Linked DNA regions of Sus scrofa: all the other regions are linked to region 3. A link is a contact called in public Hi-C and promoter capture Hi-C data. All regions are on one chromosome and are shown on one strand. The core of a region is the stretch at or near the end of the contact, and the rest is flanking DNA. Distances in the headings are between cores, read along the strand shown. Region 1 holds the start of GPN3 (GPN-loop GTPase 3). Region 2 holds the start of PPTC7 (protein phosphatase PTC7 homolog). Region 3 holds the start of PPP1CC (protein phosphatase 1 catalytic subunit gamma). Region 4 holds the start of RAD9B (cell cycle checkpoint control protein RAD9B).

Region 1 (4,173 bases), core at 1,438-3,937, 240 kb after region 3:
GGCCAGGGATTGAACTCGAGTCCTTATGGATACCAGTTGGATTCAGAGCCACTGAGCCACAATGAGAATTCCTTAAAGTACTCTCTTAATGTGAGATATCTTAATAGGAAACAACCTGCTGGATTATTCTGTGAAAAAAAAAATACATATATATATGTATGTATATTTAGGGGGGCACCTTCGGCATATGGAAGTTCCCAGGCTAGGGGTCAAATTGGAGCTGCAGCTGCCAGCCTATGCCAGATAGGTATTAATTTGTGTGCTCTACTCACCAGTTCCTTTGGAATTCTGGTAGTAAGAATATCCAGCTGATCTGTTTTTTAAAAAAAGAATGTAAATAATATGCAATACCTGATGGCTTTATAAGCATTAAATAAAGTATTTTAAATGAAAAAAGGACAGTACTGCATATGCTTTTTAGTTTTCATTTTTTCATCAAAAATAATGTCTTGCAATTTTTTTCTTCTAATTCTGGTTATATCCTAATGACTCCAGGCTTTTTCAAAGTGGGTTATCTGAGATTTTCACAATACTATAAAGGATTTACTTTAAGCCAGATTTGGCCTTACTTTTTTTTTTTTTTTTTTTTGTCTTTTTGCCTTTTCTTGAGCCACTCCCGTGGCATATGGAGGTTCCCAGGCTAGGGGTCCAATTGGAGCTGTAGCCACCGGCCTACGTTACAGCCACAGCAACTCAGGATCTGAGCCGAGTCAACCTCATGGTTCCTAGTCAGATTCGTTAACCACTGCACCAGGACGGGCACTCCCATGATATTCTTTACTTTTAATGAAGTAATTCGGGTGTGGAAAGGACTATCTTGTTATTTGTTGTATGTAATTTAAGGTGTACTGGAAGTGATAGGATGGTCTGCAATGTTTCTAATTTTGTACAAGTTCATTTTTTCTATTCTCAAATTAAGACAAAACACTCTCCCTTTCCTCTTCCTGCAACTTATTCAGTGACCAAGAGTTCATTGATCCCCTGATATACTAGGATCCAGAACTTCACCACTTTACCTTGAGAAAAAGAATATATATATATATATATATATGGGTCACTTTGCTGTACAGCAGAAATTGACAGAACATTGTAAATCAAGTATAATAAAAAAATTTAAAAAAGAAAACTTTCACCAAGCACTGTGAAAAATAGAAAAGAAACACATGACCCTATCCCATCTTTAAAATTCGTCAATCCACCAAGTATATTAAGACAGCCATGGGGTGCAACAGGAGCCATGACTGTGGGCTTGAGAGGAATACCGGGCAGCTCTCACTTTTAGGGAATAATGGATGCAAGGGATGAGGAAGTAACTTCAGCAGCTAATTGTCTTCAGCATCCAGGAAATAATAGTAAAAACCTCCTCGAAATGAAATGGATTTATGAAGAAAGGAGTTACTGAGTAAACAAAATGTCAAAATCAAGGCGCCTCTAATATTCATAGTCATCTGTCGCAGATTATGAATCCCAGTTTAACATAAAGGTGGCTAATGTCACACACAGGTAAGAGATTTATTGATTTGGAAGCGCTCGTTTGAGCCTCTATTCCCATGGTGCCCCCAGCCAACTCCTTTCTGTAGAAATACTACGGCCAGACGGCCAATTTTCCAGCAGATTTCGTAGCGCCCCCTCGGGGCAGAGAGGCACCCAGGCGATTGCCGCAGTCACTGTGTTTAGACAGTCACTGCACCAACCCTCCTCCTAAGCTTCCCTCAGAAGCCCTTCCCCTAAACTGTGCGTAGGCTTCCATATTTCCCATCTCGGCCATAGCAAAGGTTCTCCTTTCCTCCCACTTCAGGACACTGGGGACCAGTCCTTCAGAGCAACCAGTTCCCACCCCCTCCTCTACATGGGGATCACGAGCAGGGGCTGGTCGCCGTCCTCCCAAACCCCTCAGGGCCCGGCAACCTCACCCGCCGCAGGCACCCTCGGTCCTGGCCACTGCGGAAGGCTCTGCGGAAGCACTGCACTCCGTCCAGTCAGACACTGGACCCTGGCCAGGCATCTCCTCCCAGGTGCCCGGCCCGCGAGCTGCGTGCAGGAGAAGCTTTCCCCTTTCCCCTCCCCTGTCGGCACGCGTGCGTCAGACCCGGCAATATTGGGGATGAAGAGGCGGACGCCAGATTCTAGCCCCCTCCGATGCAATCCGGACAGTGCCCGAATAGCTTCGGGAGAGCGGGGAGGGCAGATCCACGATCCTAGAGTTAAGTTGGGGGAGGGGCGGGTATTCTTCAGTTGACTGCGCGTTTGTACGTTTGCATCTTTCTGTGGAAGGGATGCGTCACGGAAAGGAAATGTACCTTCCCTCTAAAATGAAAGTTGCCCTCCAACCTTAGTATTCCAGACCCTCTGCAAATTTGCAGATCTTCAGGGTCACCATATAGGTCAAACATAAATACGCAAACCCAGGACCAAAGCACCCGGCTTAGGGATGCAGAGGGTTATCAGTTGTCCGTTATCACCAAGGTAACCAGACTTCGCCAGTTTCTAAACCGGAGGTCCGCCAAATACTTCTGCGCATGCGCAAAACCTCCCCGGGCATTTCGCAGAACGCGTTTCACGCGGGATTTGGCCTTCGGGACGCTCCGTAATCAGAGGTGTGGCAAAACAGAAGGCGCAAGAAGAATTCGAATTGCGATTGGTTTGTACGTCTTGTGCCCGGAACTCAGGGGGCGTCGCGCGAAGGCTGAAGGGAGTGTGGTGTTCAGACTTTGTGTGAGTGGCGGCGCCAGGAATCGGGGAAGCCAGCATGCCTCGCTATGCGCAGCTGGTCATGGGCCCCGCTGGCAGCGGAAAGGTGAGGATTTGGCGGGAGAAAAGTCGAGGTTCGTGGAAGGAAGGAAGGAAGGTTGGGTCCAGAGGGAGGAACTGATGGCTGTGTGTGTTGGGGGCCCTGAGACCCTGGGCATCTCGCTTATGTAGCCTGGGCTTCGGTTTCCTTTTTGTTGTTGTTTTGAAAGGGGGTTAATGATATTTGCTAATCTTTATTGCATACTTAAGCCCCAGGTCCTGTGCTAAAAAACATTTCCACAACCGTGTAAGATAAGTGTATTATTCCCGTTTTGCAGGCAAGGAAAATGAGATACAGAAAGGTTAAGTTTTTGCCCAAGATCGCACAGCTAGTAAGTGACGGCGGGAATTTGAATCTATTTTGACTAACCGCAGAATCTGTACCTGTCGTTAACCCAGAAAGCTTAGGCGGGGTCTCGCTAATTACTGTTTCTCAGAGCTTGAGATGTGGACTTCTGGTATTTGAGGCAACTTTAGGAGAAACATGGGCCTGGCATTAATGAACATTGATTGAATCATACATTGAGAAATTTGATTTTCGGTTGTTTGTTAGTTTGCTTTGAGGTGAAATCATCAGTTTGTTGCTAGTACATCTTCAACACTTTTTTCTTTTCCTTTTTTTTTTTTTTTTTTTTTTTTTTTTGTCTTTTTAGGGCCACACCCACGGCATGTGGAGGTTCCCGGGCAAGGGGTCGAATCAGAGCCACAGCCACAGCTACAGCAACACAGAATGTGAGCCGCATCTGCGACCTACATCACAGCACACGGCAACACCAAATTCTTAACCCACTGAGTAAGGTCAGGGATCAAACCTGCACAACGGAACTCCTTGAAAGAGTTTTAAAGTTGTATTTAATTCTGTCATTACCTTCACGTTATGATAAGTGTAACTGATTTTCTGGTTAAAGATAGTTTTTTCTTGTAAATGACTGTTAAGGGAATCCTATTGGGGTTATTCAAATATGGTAGAAATTGTGAAAATATTGATCAAATTACAAGAGGGTGAGAAACACTGGAGTATGTGGAGGTGTCATATGACTTCAGTTTTTAAATTGACAAACAGGAGTTCCTGTAGTGGCTCAGCAGGTTAAGAACCCGACACAGTGTCCGTGAGGATGCAGGTTCAAGTTGCGGAGTGGGTCACATGCGGCTCAGATCTGGTGTTGCTGTGGCTGTGGTACAGGCTGGAACGGCAGCTTCAATTCCACTCCTATCCTGGGAATTTCCATATGCTCTAGGTGTGGCTGTAAAAAGAAGAAGAAGAAAGGAAAGAAGAAAGAAATGCTCAATGGGCATGTTCTTTGTGCCAAGCACTGTTCTGGCCCCTGGGGATTGTGTAGTGACTAAAACATACACCCAAAAAACTGCCCTTGTGGTGTTTAT
Region 2 (4,732 bases), core at 1,928-4,427, 140 kb after region 3:
CATAAAAAATAGCAAGGTGTGACTGCATTCCTAGGATCACTATATCTTTTATCCAATTAATGAACTTTTTTGGTCTACATATTTGACAAAATGCCACTCATTATGTGGAGTGATTTGTTCAATCCAATTTTAATGAAAACTCTTAAGGATAGGAACAAATAGAGTACATAACATTGTAAAATGCAAAAGTGTTTAATGATGACAGTAACTGAGATAACAGAGTGTGCTCTGAGTGGATAGTAGGCAGGTCTTCAGATGTATTTTAAAAGGTATAGGAGTTCCTGCCCTGGTAATAGTGGGTTAAGAATCTGACTGCAGGAGTTCCCATCGTGGCTCAGTGGTTAACGAATCCAACTAGGAACCATGAGGTTGCAGGTTCGATCCCTGGCCTTGGTCAGTGGGTTAAAGATCCAGCATTGCCATGAGCTGTGGTGTAGGTTGCAGACGCGGCTCGGATCCCGCGTTGCTGTGGCTCTGGCGTAGGCTGGCGGCTACAGCTCCCATTCAACCCCTAGCCTGAGAACCTCCACATGCTGCGGGAATGGCCCTAGAAAAGGCAAAAAAACAAAGACAAAGGGAAAAAAAAAAAAAAAAGAATCTGACTGCAGCAGCTGGGGGTGCTGAAAAGTTATGGGTTCGATCCCCAGCCTGCACAGTGGATTAAAAGGATCCAGTGTTACCACAGCTGTGGCATAGGTCACAGCTATGGCTCAGATTCAATCCCTGGCCCAGGAACTTTTATGCCATGGGTGCGGCCATACATTTAAAAAAAAAAAAAAGATAAAAAGGGGAGTTCCTGTCGTGGCGCAGCAGAAATGAATCTGACTAGGAACCATGAGGTTACAGGTTCGATCCCTGGCCTTGCTCAGTGGGTTAAGGATCCAGTGTTTCTGTGAGCTGTGGTGTAGGTTGCAAACGCGGTTCAGATCTGGCGTTGCTGTGGCTGTAGCATAGGCTGGCAGCTACGGCTCTGATTAGACCCCTAGCCTGGGAACCTCCATATGTCGTGGGTATGGCCCTAAAAAGACAAAAAGACAAAAAAAGATAAAAAGGTATAAAAGAGAATCATTTAAAGCATGAGATGGGAATCTCCAGAGCAGCTCTAGTTCTGTCAAAAGTGAACTGGAAAAGGACCAAATTTTGGCTCTGGATAATATATATTTAAATTTCAATAAAACTGAAAATTATTCCAAATTTGATCACTTGCCTCATATCTCAGTTTTTTTTTTTTTTTTTTTTGTCTTTTTGCTATTTCTTGGGCTGCTTCCGCAGCATATGGAAGTTCCCAGGCTAGGGGTCGAGTAGAAGCTGTAGCTGCCTGCCTACGCCAGAGCCACAGCAACACGGGATCTGAGCCGGGTCTGCAACCTACACCACAGCTCACGGCAACGCCGGATCATTAACCCACTGAGCAAGGGCAGGGACCGAACCCGAAACCTCATGGTTCCTAGTCGGATTCGTTAACCACTGCGCCACGACAGGAACTCCTCAGTTTTCTTTTATTTGTGAATCCATTTGTTCAATCATTCCTCTATGCAACAGAAACTATTTTTTTTTGTCTTTTTTTTTTTTAGGGCCGCACCAGTGGCATATGGGGGCTCCCAGGCCAGGGGTCGAATATCAGAGCTGTAGCTGCCGGCCTACACCAGAGCCACAGCAATGCCAGATCCTTAACCCACTGAGCGAGGCCAGGGACCAAACCCAAGTCCTCCTGGATGCTAGTCGGGTTCGTTAACCACTGAGCCACGACAGGAACTCCAAAAAAAATACTATTTTTTTATATTTATGATTCCTATTCAATTTTCCCTTCTTTTATTCAACATTTATAAATCACATTAGTTGGAATACTATAATGGCATGTGATCCTCGCCTTTGGGGAGTTTAGGATCTAATGCAATATCCACTCATTCTTTCATTTATTTACTAAAGTGTTCACTATGTGCCCCTATGTTCTGTTCTGGGGAAACAGTAAGAAAGAGGATAGGACCCTCAGGTAATGGAATTACATTCTAGTGAGTGGAAGGAAGAGCAAAAGCAAAAGCCCTGAGGCAGCTGTGAGCATGACTAGAGCCTGGTTAGTGAAGGGAGCACAGCACCAAATGGGGTGGAGAGGTATGCAGGTGCTAGATTATGTACAGTCCCATCAGCACGGTGTGTAATTTTAATGTACATTCATACACACATACAAACATATTACACATATTTAGTGAGCTAATCTTCCCTTTAGATTACAAACTCCTCAATAAATTTAGTTATTATTCAACCTAAATAATTTCAGAAGAAGTTTCCTTATTCAAAATCTGGGGAAGGCTACTGTGATGTCTTTGTTAGGGGCTGGCTGAGAGCTTTTTAAAAAGAAGTAGAGGAGCTGCCTTTCTTCCTTTTGATGAGAAGAGGTGGCAGTTGTGGGAGGAGAGAGGCAGGACAATTTCCTCTCAAGCCTTTGGTATTGCATGACCTCTCTGAGTACCCAAGTCAGTGGTGGGAAAAGACTTCCTTAGTCAGGTGGACCCCTGAGAAAATTAAGATTCGGGGCAAAGAAATTTGGGACCTGTAATTTTTTTATTCTCTATTTGGGGGACATTTATGACATGTTTGCAGTGGCCATACCTGTATCTCCTCCCTAAATCTTCACCCCCACCCCACAGTCTAACAGGAACATAAAACATTTTCTCGAATTTTCCTAAACATAATGCAAAATGGCTCTTCTTTCCCAACAGATTGCCGCCCCTAAATCTTTCCAATGTATAAATTCTGGAGGTGTCGCTAGATTTGTGTACTTCAGTTTCTTAATACTACAGAACAATAACATGTGACCTGATAGTTTTTCGGGTTTTTCTTTAAAGGAATAGTGGTTCTATTTAAAACAATAGTCTTTAAAATATGGGGTGAAGTTTTTCAAACAGCCCACCTGTAATTCTCGATACTTTTAACTTGGGTCGCGCGTCTGAGGAATCCTTGAACTCTCGGAGCTAGGCAGGGAAGTAAAAAGCGACTAAACCTTTCGGACTACAACTCCCAGGAGACATTGTTTCCACACACTCTGCGCAAGCTCGACCTCTGTGCCTGCACAGGGCACTGAGCCAAGGAGGCGGGGCTTGGGACTGAGCCGTGCGTTGTGGGCGGGGATAGAGGCGTGGCCATAAAGGGGGCGGTGCTACCGGCGCGGCCCGGAACACGCTAGTGGAGCGGAAGATGGCGGCGGCAGCGGTGGCTGCAGCCGGGACACCAGTTGGGCTGAGGCGGAGGACCCGCCGGTTCTGACCTCGCTCTGGCTTCGGTGCGCGGGGCGGAGCGTGTGCGAGGCCCCGCGCGGCGGGTAGGGGCGGCGGCGGCAACTGCGCGCTGTCCTGAGGAGCGTCCCGGCGGCGGCGGAGCTGCGGCTGAGGAGAGAGCCGGCTCTGGGCCTCCGCGTCCTCCTGCTCCCCCGGCCCCCCGCCTCCTCGGGGGGGCGGCGGCGGCGATGTTCTCGGTCCTCTCGTACGGGCGACTGGTGGCCCGCGCCGTGCTCGGCGGCCTCTCGCAGACCGATCCCAGGGCCGGCGGCGGCAGTGGCAGTGGCGGCGGCGATTACGGGCTGGTGACGGCCGGCTGCGGCTTCGGCAAGGACTTCCGTAAGGGCCTCCTCAAGAAGGGCGCGTGCTATGGGGACGATGCGTGCTTCGTAGCCCGGCACCGTTCTGCAGATGTGCTCGGTGAGTGCCCGACCTGAGTACCCCCGCCCCAGCCCCGGATCCGCCTCCTGGGGACTCCCCTGCTCGGGGCTTTCCCGGCTCCTCCGGGCAGTAAGAGGAGCCCGAGAGCCAGTAGTAGCTCATTTGTACGGAGCGCTTACTATGTGCCAGGCGCCGTGCCAAGCGCTCCAAGGTGTGTTTTCCGCTTGAACAACCCCCATTTTTGAGACGAGGAAACTGAGCCGCAGAGCGGACGAGCCGCTTGCTCAAGGTCACACAGCTTGAGAATGTGACCAGTTTGTCCGAGTCCGTAACAGCACTGTTAGTCACTTGGCAATGCCAGCCCCAGACGACCTCGTCCCCTCCCTCGGCGACACCTGCAGGCTCCGAACCTGGCTCTAGTTCCCTCCCCCCTCCCTCCTTGCTCTGCGTGCCCCGGGGATCCCTGCTTCTTGGCGCACCTGACGCCACAGACCGGCCACAGGCAGCGGGATCCCGAGCAGGCTGACTGTCGTGAGCCCCAGACAGCCCAGCCGCATTCCTGCGTCGCCTCGATCGAGATCAGATCTACATCCTTGTCCGAGACTCGAGACTCGCAGTGGAGGCCTCTGGCCTGGTGAAAAATCACTCGCAGTGCATTCTTCCAAACTGATCTTGTCCCGTTAAGGTCACTTGAGGTGGAGGAGAGTCTCCTTGACCCAAAATAGAATTGTCAAACCAGAAAGCCTTGAGAATTGGGTTAAAGCAGGTTACAGGTGCTTCCGACGGCCTATTCCAGTTACATCTTAGGGGGTGGGAGCCTACGGTTGAGCCTGCAGCAATGGCTAAATACAGTTAAGCAGGCAGAAACTTTACGGTCATATATATCTTTGGAGACAATGTATAGGCCATAGAATCCTATGCCTTTAAAACTCTTTTAATAAAGCATTTCTTTTGAAATTGAAGGACATACTGTCATTGTACTTAGGTTCAGATGTCACTTTGGTTTCACTTTTCAGGTGAGCTTGAGCTTTTTCATTACTTTGACTTTCATTTGCTGAGGCAAAGTTTGGCATTGG
Region 3 (4,755 bases), core at 1,634-4,133:
CGCTCAGTGGGTTAAGGATTTGGTGTTGCTGCAGGTTGTGGTGTAGGACACAGATACGGTTCAGATTCCATGTTGCTGTGGCTGTGGCGTAGGCCGTCAGCTGCAGTTCCGATTTAACCCCTAGCCTGGGAACTTCCATATGCCATGGGTGCGGTCATTAAAAAAAAAATTTCTTTCCCGCACTTTACAGATAGGCAAACTAGAGAGAAGTGACACTCCACCTATTGGAACAGGGGCCTTTCCAGCAAATGTCTGCTGGTCCTTAGTATTGATAATGGCAGAAAAAAAGCCAGGTGAGGGTCCATTCTTTCCTCCCGGAGCTGGTTGCTGTTCTCTGGGAGTCGTTCAGCCCTACCCTTTGAGCTCATGCCACTCTCAAGCTTGGAACCAGCTAATTCTCTCAGACATGTCCCAGCATGGCCTCTGGAGTGGAGTTGCCCAGCAGAGAATGGCGTTTGGACAGAGGCCCTGCCCATGTCCCAGTCCAGTCTGAAGTCCTCTCCAGCCTTGATGATGTCAGCAAATGTTAACACACCTCCTACTTTGTGTATGGAAGACTATGACACTCTTATTGTACATAGAGACATGTTTAGAGCATTGCATTACATCCCACATTTGTTATGTGCCTACTGCGTGCCTGAGTTGTTCAGGGTACTGGGTAATCACAGTAGGAATTTATTAAATGTGAATAAGGGCTTTGATTTCTTGACTGTCCTGAGTTCCAACCCTGGCTCTATAACTTACTAGCTGTGTGACCTTCAGCAAGTAACCTAGCCTCTCTGCTGTGTCTCACTTACTTCATCTGTAAAACGGGTGTGATAGGAATAGTACATGATTCCTAAGAGTGTATTGGGAATTCAATGAGATAGTTTTTGGCACATACAAAGAAAATGAGTGCAGTGTTTGTTCGCCTCCCCCCACCCCCAAGCACTTATCAGAAGCTGATATTTTTATTTGAGTCCTTGTTCATTGTCTGTCTGGCTTACTAGATGACTCTCCATGAGAGAAGGGCCTTGTTTTTCTTGCTCACCCCTGCATCTCCACCTAGAACAATGCCTGGCACAGAGTAGGTGCTCCATAAATATTTGTCTGCTGAATGAATCGCTGTCTTTCATACTCCTGAGCTAATTAATTGCCCTTGTGATGATGCACCTTGGAGGAGCCCAAAGTCTTGTGGACTCCTGGGAGAGCCACCCTGACCTTGACAGCCAGTTGTTCACAACAGGCACCGGGTATCAACTCTGAATGTCACCACCTGGGCTCTGTGCCCCGGGATGACAAATGACACCTGTATATCTTCTGGTAAACAGAGCTACAGCATTAGAGTGAGTTGGTGACTGGGGAAAGTGGAGTGAGCAGCTAAGTCAGGCAGAGGGAGCTGTGAAACTCAAAGCCCCAATGCCAGCAGCAGAGAGGCCACAGGTCCACGTGCAAGGAGCCTGGGCCACACCATCGCTTGAGCCCCGACGGTTGGGTTAGGGTAGGGTGGGGCACAATGATTCTGAGATTGGATGTCCCAGGGGCGCAGTCACCTCGATGGGAATTCACGCATCCTGCGTGTCTTGAGAAACAAAATTAATTTCTTGGGGGTTGGGAGTGAAAGGGCTTTGCAAACTGTGAAGCGTTGTATGAAAAAGCAGTTAAAGAAAAGGACAGGACCCAAGAGAGCAGATGTGTAGGCAAGCGCTTTCAAACCTAGCTAGAGGCGACAGGCACCCCCCGGCGGGGAGGCGGGGAGGCGGGGGGCGGGAGGGGGGGGCTGGAGAGCGATGCCCTTGGGGAGACTGGGAAGCCGAAGGAAAAGGGCCAAAGTTTCCCGGGGTATCTGCAGAAATCAGGACCCGCCCGCAAACACTTGCTCTCTTCTGGCCAAGAGCTCGGACGCGCGAAATCTGCAAATTCTCCCTTTATTTGAAGGTGAACGCTCGCTCACCTTCGTTCTGCCTAGAATCAGGGTAACCGTTCCGATGATTATATAACTTCCCGAATTCTAGAAAGATAATCCAAAGATAGGGATGATTAATTTTTTCAAGATTTTTTAAAAAAATTCCCCCAAAGTTTGAGAGCGCCCCCAAAAAAACTGTACATATAAATACCTGTAAATACAGGTGGAAATCCACCACTCAAAATGAGTAACTGTTAACATTTTTATTTATCTGAGAGACGACTTTTTTTCCTAGTTATCAAGCCTTCCCCTTACCCCCAAATCCCAGCAAATCTGACTCCAAAAAAAGTCACCCTACTTCTCTTTATTATTCTCCCTCTTCACCTCTACCCCAGATTTATGTTTAGGGGAAATTCCAGCACCCCCGGATTCCCTCCATGGGCTTTCACATGGCCAGGTCCGCAAACATCTGGCCCCAATGAACAGCGTCCTGCGGAGGCCGAATCTTTGGGCGCACAACTGCAGCTTCACCCCAGGCCACAACTCCCGCGTGCGACTTTGCAACTCACGCTCCCGCCACAGGACCTATTTGCTCAGCCCGTTTGGCGGAAGGATTCCGCGCGCGAACGCGGTTGTGCTCAACTGTCTCCTCCCCCTTCCCGCGCTCTGGCCCCGCCTCCTTCCCGAGCCCTGATCCCGCCCCCTCCCGCGTGCCCTGTGGCCCATAAAGAAGTCCCGGCCGGGCCGCTGCACTCCCCCGCGCGCATTCGTGCGCCGCCCGAGGCTGGCTAAGGAGTCGGCGGCCATTTTGTTCTTCTCGTGGTTCCAGTAGGGAGAGAGGAGGAAGCAGGGAGCGGGGCGGTTGGGGGGGACCCGCCGCGGCTTCTGCCACCGCCGCCACCACCATTTCTGTGCTCGTGGCGTGGGAAAGGAGGCGTGAATCCCGGGCGCGAGCCGGTGGCGGCGCCGCTACGGGAGGGTCGGCGGTGGGAAGGCGATGGCGGATATAGATAAACTCAACATCGACAGCATCATCCAACGGCTGCTGGAAGGTGAAGGGGGCGGCGGGCGGCTCCGGGAACTCGCGAGGGTGGGGGATTTGGGAGGCCTCTTGGGCTTGCAGCGCCGAGGGGAGTGAGCCCCACGAGTTCGCCCCCGAGCCGGGGGCTGCAGCCGGAGGGAGGCCGCCCGTGGTCCCGCTCTTGGCCTAATCCGCGGACCCTCCAGCTCCGCTCATTCATTGCACGAGGGTGCAGCCTTTCTCCTGGCCGTGAAATTTGAAAACTCCGCTCCCCACCCCCACGTTTCCGGTACGTGCCCCCCATGCGCCCCGCAACCCCGGCCAATCTTCGGAGAAGATTGGGGGGCCCCAGTCCATTCTGCAAGAAGAAATGTTCCGAACTTTCTGGTAACTCCTCCTCTCGGAAAGCAATGTGATGGGGCTATGGATCCTCCCGGGCTTGAGGACTAATTTCTTTGCTTCTCATTTTTATTTTTTGTGAGGTTGGGGTCCACTGGCCCGTTTCTTGTTACTTGGTGACGAACGTTCAAATCTCAAGAGGATGTTGAATCCCATCTCCTACTCTTCCCAAACACTTTTTTAAAGTTGTTCTTACCTTGAGGTCTCCGCGCTCTTTTCTGAACGTGCCTCCGAACCGTGCAGCCAGCAGCGGTGACAGTTTCGTTAGAATCTTTCCAGTGTGCCATTCTCTGTGTTAAGCGCTTTGCGTTCATCTGATAAATACAATCTTAGTATTAGCCAGTGTTTACTATGTGTCGGGCATTTTTGGAGCACTTTACACAGATTTCTTGTAATTCTCCCAACAGTCTTATGAGATAGGTGCTCTTTTTTTCCTATTTTTTTTTAGAGGAAACTAAGAGAAGTCACTTTACCAAGGTCACACGGTGACAGGTTTAAAACCCAGACATCCAGGAGCAAGAATTCATTCAAGTCAGCCTGTGTGTGAAGGAAGGAGGTGTCCAGTGGTTAAGCAGAGGTTAAAATAAATCTTTAATATTGGGTGACCTAAGACTCGTGAGGTGTCTGACAGTTGATTCATATTGATATGGGTGACAGATGAAGTAGGGATTTTAAGGAGGGACGCTGAAGTGAAATCATTCCCCACTACCCCCAAATTCCAGAGCCCACCTATTAATACTGATGTCTAATTCCAAACTTTGAAAGAATTCAAATCTTTCCTGATTCGGGTTCTTGATAATGTAGGTTTGGCCGAGTTTTTAACTGGTTTTTGCCTTTGTGCAGTTCTAAAATACTGCTGTAAATGTTGTGGGAGATGGAGTCGAGAGCATGAACAGTTGGTCAGCTCTGATGTTAGAGTTTGCAGATCTTTTAAGTCATTAGAATGAAACTCCTGAAAATATCTTAATCTGTGTGGGGTGTTTTCCTTTTCTAGTTTCTCAAAAGAAGAACCCATTAAATAGACCCCTAAAATGCTTCTGCCATTTGTGGGTGAAAACCCTATTTACTCAGTACTTGGCATTTATTATAAGAACAACACTTTTAATATTAATATTAAATATTAATAGAGTTCTTTGATTTATGTGAGCAGCAGTGGGTCAGAAAGATTAAAGCAGTTGGCACTAAGAACTTAGTTTTTTTTGGTTCAAAAGTTGTGAATTAACTTGTGCGTATCTATCCAGGGGTGCATGTGCCGAAAGAGTGGGCTTTATTTCATTGAGAAAGGGGGTCTGTGGATTCAAAACATTAGAATTTTAAGATAAATTCTAGGTTGCCCATGAGTCTTATATCCATATATTTTAAAGTGTGCTAAGAAATTTTCCTTGATAAACTTGGATAATCTAAAATGAGAGCAATTGTTTTTTAATGGTTTCTATATAAATATTGCACT
Region 4 (4,788 bases), core at 815-3,314, 220 kb after region 3:
TTCCTAGTCGGATTTGTTAACCCCTGCGCCACGATGGGAACTCCCATACTAATGTAGTTTTAAACTTGATTTAAATAAACTTATACTCCCCAAAAGTGTGAAAATATAGCACAAAGAAGATGGTTTGGAGGGTTTTACTAACTTCACGGGTATTTGGCCAAGTCAAAACAGGCCATGAGAGATAAATTAGAGGCATTTAAGACATATTTCTGATGTCTGAGCATGGAAAATTCCAGATCTTCCCACCAAACATAGTTAAAGAGGTCCTGTCAGAAAGAGAACCTAGGGTGGGATGAAATATTGGTCTAATCAGGTATAACACTGTTAGTATTCTTATAAATTATAAATAAATTAAAAAATGTGGCAAACAGATATAGGATACATTGCTGCAATAAAAACAGATGGCCATATCAATCCATGAAAAAGTAGAAAAAAGGACAAATACTTCCAGAACATAAAATCAGATTATAATGCTTAAGAATCAGAAAGGTCTTAGTCAAGGATACAGGCCTCAAACTGAGAAAAACAGGATGACCATTAAAAAAAAAAAAAAAAAAAAAAAAAGGCGTTTGTCCCTTTCATCACTTTACATTCACCACTTATTCCTGCAGCTGCCTAATGAAGACCTTTTTTTCACTCAGTGAATATTTACTGAGCACCCAGTATGCTCCAAGTATGCAACCATGGCAATGGGCATATAGCAATAAACAAGACAGGTAGTTTCTGCCTTCTTAGTTCTTATAGTCCAGGAGGAAAAACAAAACTAAACACCATACAAATAATTACTTATTGAGAACTGAGATACACACTGCAATAGGGAACTTTCTAGAACTCTAAGAACATGCAACAGTGGAAGGCTTGTGCTTCCCTCTCCCATTAATTAATATGGTTCCATAGATGTCCTCAACACAGATGAAGTCAGCCACAGTACAAGATGCCTTTCAATGATCATTTTCAGGTTACTATCTGTAGGAGACCATTACTTTCCTAGAGACCTTCTAGAGTAACTTGTTTAAAGTACCATCTATAATAAACAATAGTTCCTGTACATTCCCATTTATTACTGAGTTTTTTACATGCATTTCATTCCTACAGCAAACTTATAAAGAAGATGCTGTTATTTCTTATTTTACAGATGAGGAAACTGTGCACTGAGATGATTCAGTGGCTTGTTCCAGGTCATACATTAAAAAAATCATAGGAGTTCCCATCCTGGCTCAGCGAAAACAAATCTGACTAGTATCCATGAGGACCTAGGTTCAATTCCTGGCCTCGCTCAGTGGGTTAAGGATCCAGGGTTCCTATGGCTGTGGTGTAGGACGGCAGCTGGAGCTCCCATTTGACACCTATCCTGGGAGCTTCCATATGTTGCACGTGCGGCCCTAAAAAGACCAAAAAAAAAAAGTAGAATCTGGAGTAGAAATCAGGTTTATGCTTTCGTCGTGGCACTAAAATATTTTAACTGCCCAAGCATTATTTTTCCCAACTTCCCACAAAGTCCTTATCATCTCGAGTTTGAGGCTTGCCATTCCAATATCTGTCCTGATGACCACAACTTCACTTCAAGGATACCTATGGCTATAAATATTATGCATAAATAAAAGCGGATGGGCCTACAGTCTTCCCTCAGAAGCTAACGGGACCCTGGGAGGATGCGTGCTGGCTGTGGCCAGGCCTCGTGTCCTCAGCCCTTAGGCATAAAGTCCAAGGATAAGAAATGAAACGATGGTGTAAACATCCCCATGACCACAGGCTCTTTTCTACACAGGAAGGCAAGAAAGGCCTTCCCACCTTTCACCTGACTGCCGCTCAGCCCACACTTCAGCATGTCTGCACGCTCTGAAGAGTCAGGACGCACTGTGCGCCTCAGCTCGAGGGCCCCAGGTGCCCGTATGTTGACCGCGCGCTTTCCGAAACTTCGCGATCTCGCCCTCGCTCCAGTATTTACCTAAGAACAACTTCGCTTTACGGTGGGGAAGGGCCTGTGCGAGCCTCCGTAGGGCAGTCTCTTGCCGACCTCTTTTTTCATTGGTTGTGAGCGAGGTGGGCGGGTCCCTGAGGAGTCCGAGGAAGAGAGGGCGGCGGCGGTTGTGGTGACTGAGCGGAGCCCAGTGACAGGATGGTGAGGATGGCAGCTGGCGCGACCGGGGGCTGGCTCTCGGTTGGGGCGCTGCGTCGTTAGGACCGCTCGGAGTCTGTGGGCGAGGGCTTGGGCGATCCGGGAGGCCATGGCGGGCGCGTCCGGGGCCGGGCCTGGGGAAAGTCAAAGGAGGAGGGAGAGCGGCCACCTCTGGGTGCGGCCAGCCCTGGCCTCGCACCCTAGCCCTAGGGGCCGGAGGACGTCCAAGGGGGAAAAGGGCCCCCCTCAGCTGCTACTCTGTCACGAGACTCACACGCGGGAGCCGGGAGAGGCCTTTGGGCCTGTGCCTGAGCGTCCCCGAGAAAGGAGCGCGGATTACCCCTTCCGTTTCCAGACGTTTCCTTGCTCCTTTCCCGCAAAAAGCACCTCCCGCGGATTGGCGTGTACCGGTTACCACCCCCATGTGGCGAAGGCTGGCTTCGCGGATATAAAACGGGAAGAAGCGAGCAGAATGCCATGTCCATTTTAGTTTGGCTTCCAGGGAAAAGGAATAAAAATTACCTCCTTCGCCCCTGAAAAAACTTGCACCTGCCATTGAAATGTGACAGTGTGCCCTCAAAGAACTGGATTTGGCTTTTAGAGTTGCTGGGACTACTTGTTTTCTTAGAATGTTGTGACCCTAAATTAAGAGGAGGATTCCTTAATGGTTTTCGAATTCCTTGAAATGGTTTGGGGAATTTTGTAAGTACATACGTTTTTGTGGTTAAAGGCCCATTGTTAGCTGCACAGAGAAGTTTGAGAAGCTTTACCTCATTCATCCATCCATCCATCCATTCCCCCAGCCTGCTCCAAGGCCAGCCCGTCACGTCCTCATCCCCAATAGATCGCTACCCCTACTCAGAAACATCTGTTGGAGAGGGCTAATAGCTGCTATCAGACTTTCAAAGTGCCCTTAACCTCCCTGAAAATTTAAGAACAATTTCAAAAGGCGTTGTAATGATCGTGGTATTTGTGTTGATTAAAAAGGACTTCTCTTTCTAATGAACATCCATTGCATTTTTAAGATTATGATTCCACGACAAACAGCCTTTAACGTGGCTGAGGCTTTTAGACATCACAACCAAAGATTTATATATGTTAAAGACTTTAATCCCACTTTTGATTTTTGCTTCCAAACAGACTCCAAATTAGAGTAGTCTAGTTTACAGTAATTTTGAAGCAGTTGTTCCTGAGAGAAGACGAAATTTCTTGACATGATTTACATATTCGTGTTTCTGAAGTTTTTTTTGAAAGACGAACAGATTTTCAGGGTAGTTGTCCTGGAACATCACGTTTCATGTGAAATAGAACTGGGCAGAATTTAGCGTTAGTCAATTCTTTTATGATTAAAAGCACTTTATTTGGCAAAGGAGATTAGAAATGTTCAATACTCAGTACTATCCAGAGTCTTTGGGCAGCAAATTCAGCTGTGGGAAAAGTCCAATTTTAGCTGGAGGAAGGTGTCTGCTTTTACCACCTAGTACATCATCACTTAATAATGTATTCATAGTGCTGTGTTATTCATAATTCTATACAAAATAATGACCTGCAGTATAATTTTCCAGCTTTTTGAACATAAGAGAATTTAGATCAATTTACTTGAAGAATGATTAGGCCTACAGAATCCAGAAAATGTTAGCTTTTATTTACACTATTGCTGGTGAATTTTCCAAATTGTTTTATAAAATTCTAAACAGAACAGGAAGCAAAAGGGATAGGAGTCAAAGTTCAGAATGAGATTAGGAAAAAGTAGAAAAGGTTTTAAGTGTATGTGTGTGTGTGTGTGTTTCATATTTAATAGTACAGCAAATGGTTCTTTTGGTATTATTTTGAGCAAAGCTGATTTTTAACATTTTCTTTCATAACACCCAGAAATCATTAACAATTGTTTGCATATTCATTTGATATGAGTTTTTTTTTTTTTTCTTTTTTGGTTTCTTTTCGTTGCTTTCTTTTAACATTGGTCATGTTTCACCCATTTTTTTTTCATTCCCCTGTCTGCAATCAACTTCTTCATTCCACTAAGGCTGGGCACAGAGTAAGTTTCTTCTCTTAGCTCCTACTAACAATGGTGGTTGGGTAGCTGATTACTGGGATTTCACCCTTTTACAGTCTATCAAATAGGAAGTAACCAAATTTCTATGCTTTGATTAGGTTGGTTCTTAATTTGAATTTAACAAATCTACCATTTCAGGATCTTTTGCTGTCTTAAAAGACTATATAACCTGTGTCTAACCTGAACTGTCAAAGTGTGGAATTTGGGCAAAGACACTGCTCAAAGTATGACATTTGTTACGTGATACTCTTCCTCCTGTAACTTTATAACCTGCAGGAAACCAGAGTCCTAATGAGAATCCTTACTAATTTCGGAGTTCCCATCATGGCTCAGTGGTTAACAAGTCCGACTAGGAACCATGAGGTTGCAGGTTTGATCTCTCGCTTCACTCAGTGGGTTAAGGATCCATCGTTGCCGTGAGCTGTGGTGTAGGTTGCAGACGCAGCTCGGGTCCTGTGTTGCTGTGGCTCTGGTGTAGGCCAGCAGCTACAGCTCCGATTAGACCCCTGACCTGGGAACTTCAATGTGCCACAGGAGTGGCCCTAGAAAAGGCAAAAAGACAAAAAAAAAAAAAAAAAAAGAATCCTTACTAATTTGAAGTAATTCCTGTGCG

The links. Promoter capture Hi-C pulls out the DNA fragments that hold promoters and counts their contacts. Hi-C and Micro-C count contacts between places; a contact is called where the count stands out from the background.
Region 1: a contact with region 3 is called in a promoter capture Hi-C map of liver, with 3 times the contacts expected there. The contact joins the promoter of GPN3 here to the promoter of PPP1CC in region 3. A contact is called at or near these places in 1 of 5 promoter capture datasets (liver), 1 of 47 Hi-C or Micro-C datasets (embryonic fibroblasts) and 1 of 2 datasets of contacts at active chromatin or transcription factors (alveolar macrophages).
Region 2: a contact with region 3 is called in a Hi-C map of skeletal muscle, with 4 times the contacts expected there. The contact joins the promoter of PPTC7 here to the promoter of PPP1CC in region 3. A contact is called at or near these places in 1 of 5 promoter capture datasets (liver), 2 of 47 Hi-C or Micro-C datasets (heart right ventricle and skeletal muscle) and 2 of 2 datasets of contacts at active chromatin or transcription factors (alveolar macrophages and skeletal muscle).
Region 4: a promoter capture Hi-C map of liver shows a contact between it and region 3, with 4 times the contacts expected there. The contact joins the promoter of RAD9B here to the promoter of PPP1CC in region 3. A contact is called at or near these places in 2 of 5 promoter capture datasets (fetal liver and liver), 4 of 47 Hi-C or Micro-C datasets (embryonic fibroblasts, heart right ventricle, psoas muscle and 1 more) and 1 of 2 datasets of contacts at active chromatin or transcription factors (alveolar macrophages).

What each region holds. Positions count from the first base shown.
Region 1 is chr14:31,848,073-31,852,245 of Sscrofa11.1, reverse strand. It overlaps GPN3 (GPN-loop GTPase 3), which reads left to right and starts at 2,687. Exons shown (of 8, transcript NM_001243708.1): 1 at 2,687-2,797. The coding sequence starts at 2,750. FAM216A (family with sequence similarity 216 member A) reads right to left here and starts at 2,211. Exons shown (of 7, transcript NM_001244441.1): 1 at 1,914-2,211; 2 at 273-313. The coding sequence starts at 2,005.
Region 2 is chr14:31,945,000-31,949,731 of Sscrofa11.1, reverse strand. It overlaps PPTC7 (protein phosphatase PTC7 homolog), which reads left to right and starts at 3,177. Exons shown (of 6, transcript XM_003132884.4): 1 at 3,177-3,695. The coding sequence starts at 3,464.
Region 3 is chr14:32,089,395-32,094,149 of Sscrofa11.1, reverse strand. PPP1CC (protein phosphatase 1 catalytic subunit gamma) reads left to right here and starts at 2,883. Exons shown (of 7, transcript NM_001044560.1): 1 at 2,883-2,937. The coding sequence starts at 2,883.
Region 4 is chr14:31,866,846-31,871,633 of Sscrofa11.1, reverse strand. It overlaps RAD9B (cell cycle checkpoint control protein RAD9B), which reads right to left and starts at 2,064. Exons shown (of 11, transcript XM_013982863.2): 1 at 1,949-2,064. It overlaps VPS29 (vacuolar protein sorting-associated protein 29), which reads left to right and starts at 2,020. Exons shown (of 4, transcript XM_003483426.4): 1 at 2,020-2,122. The coding sequence starts at 2,120.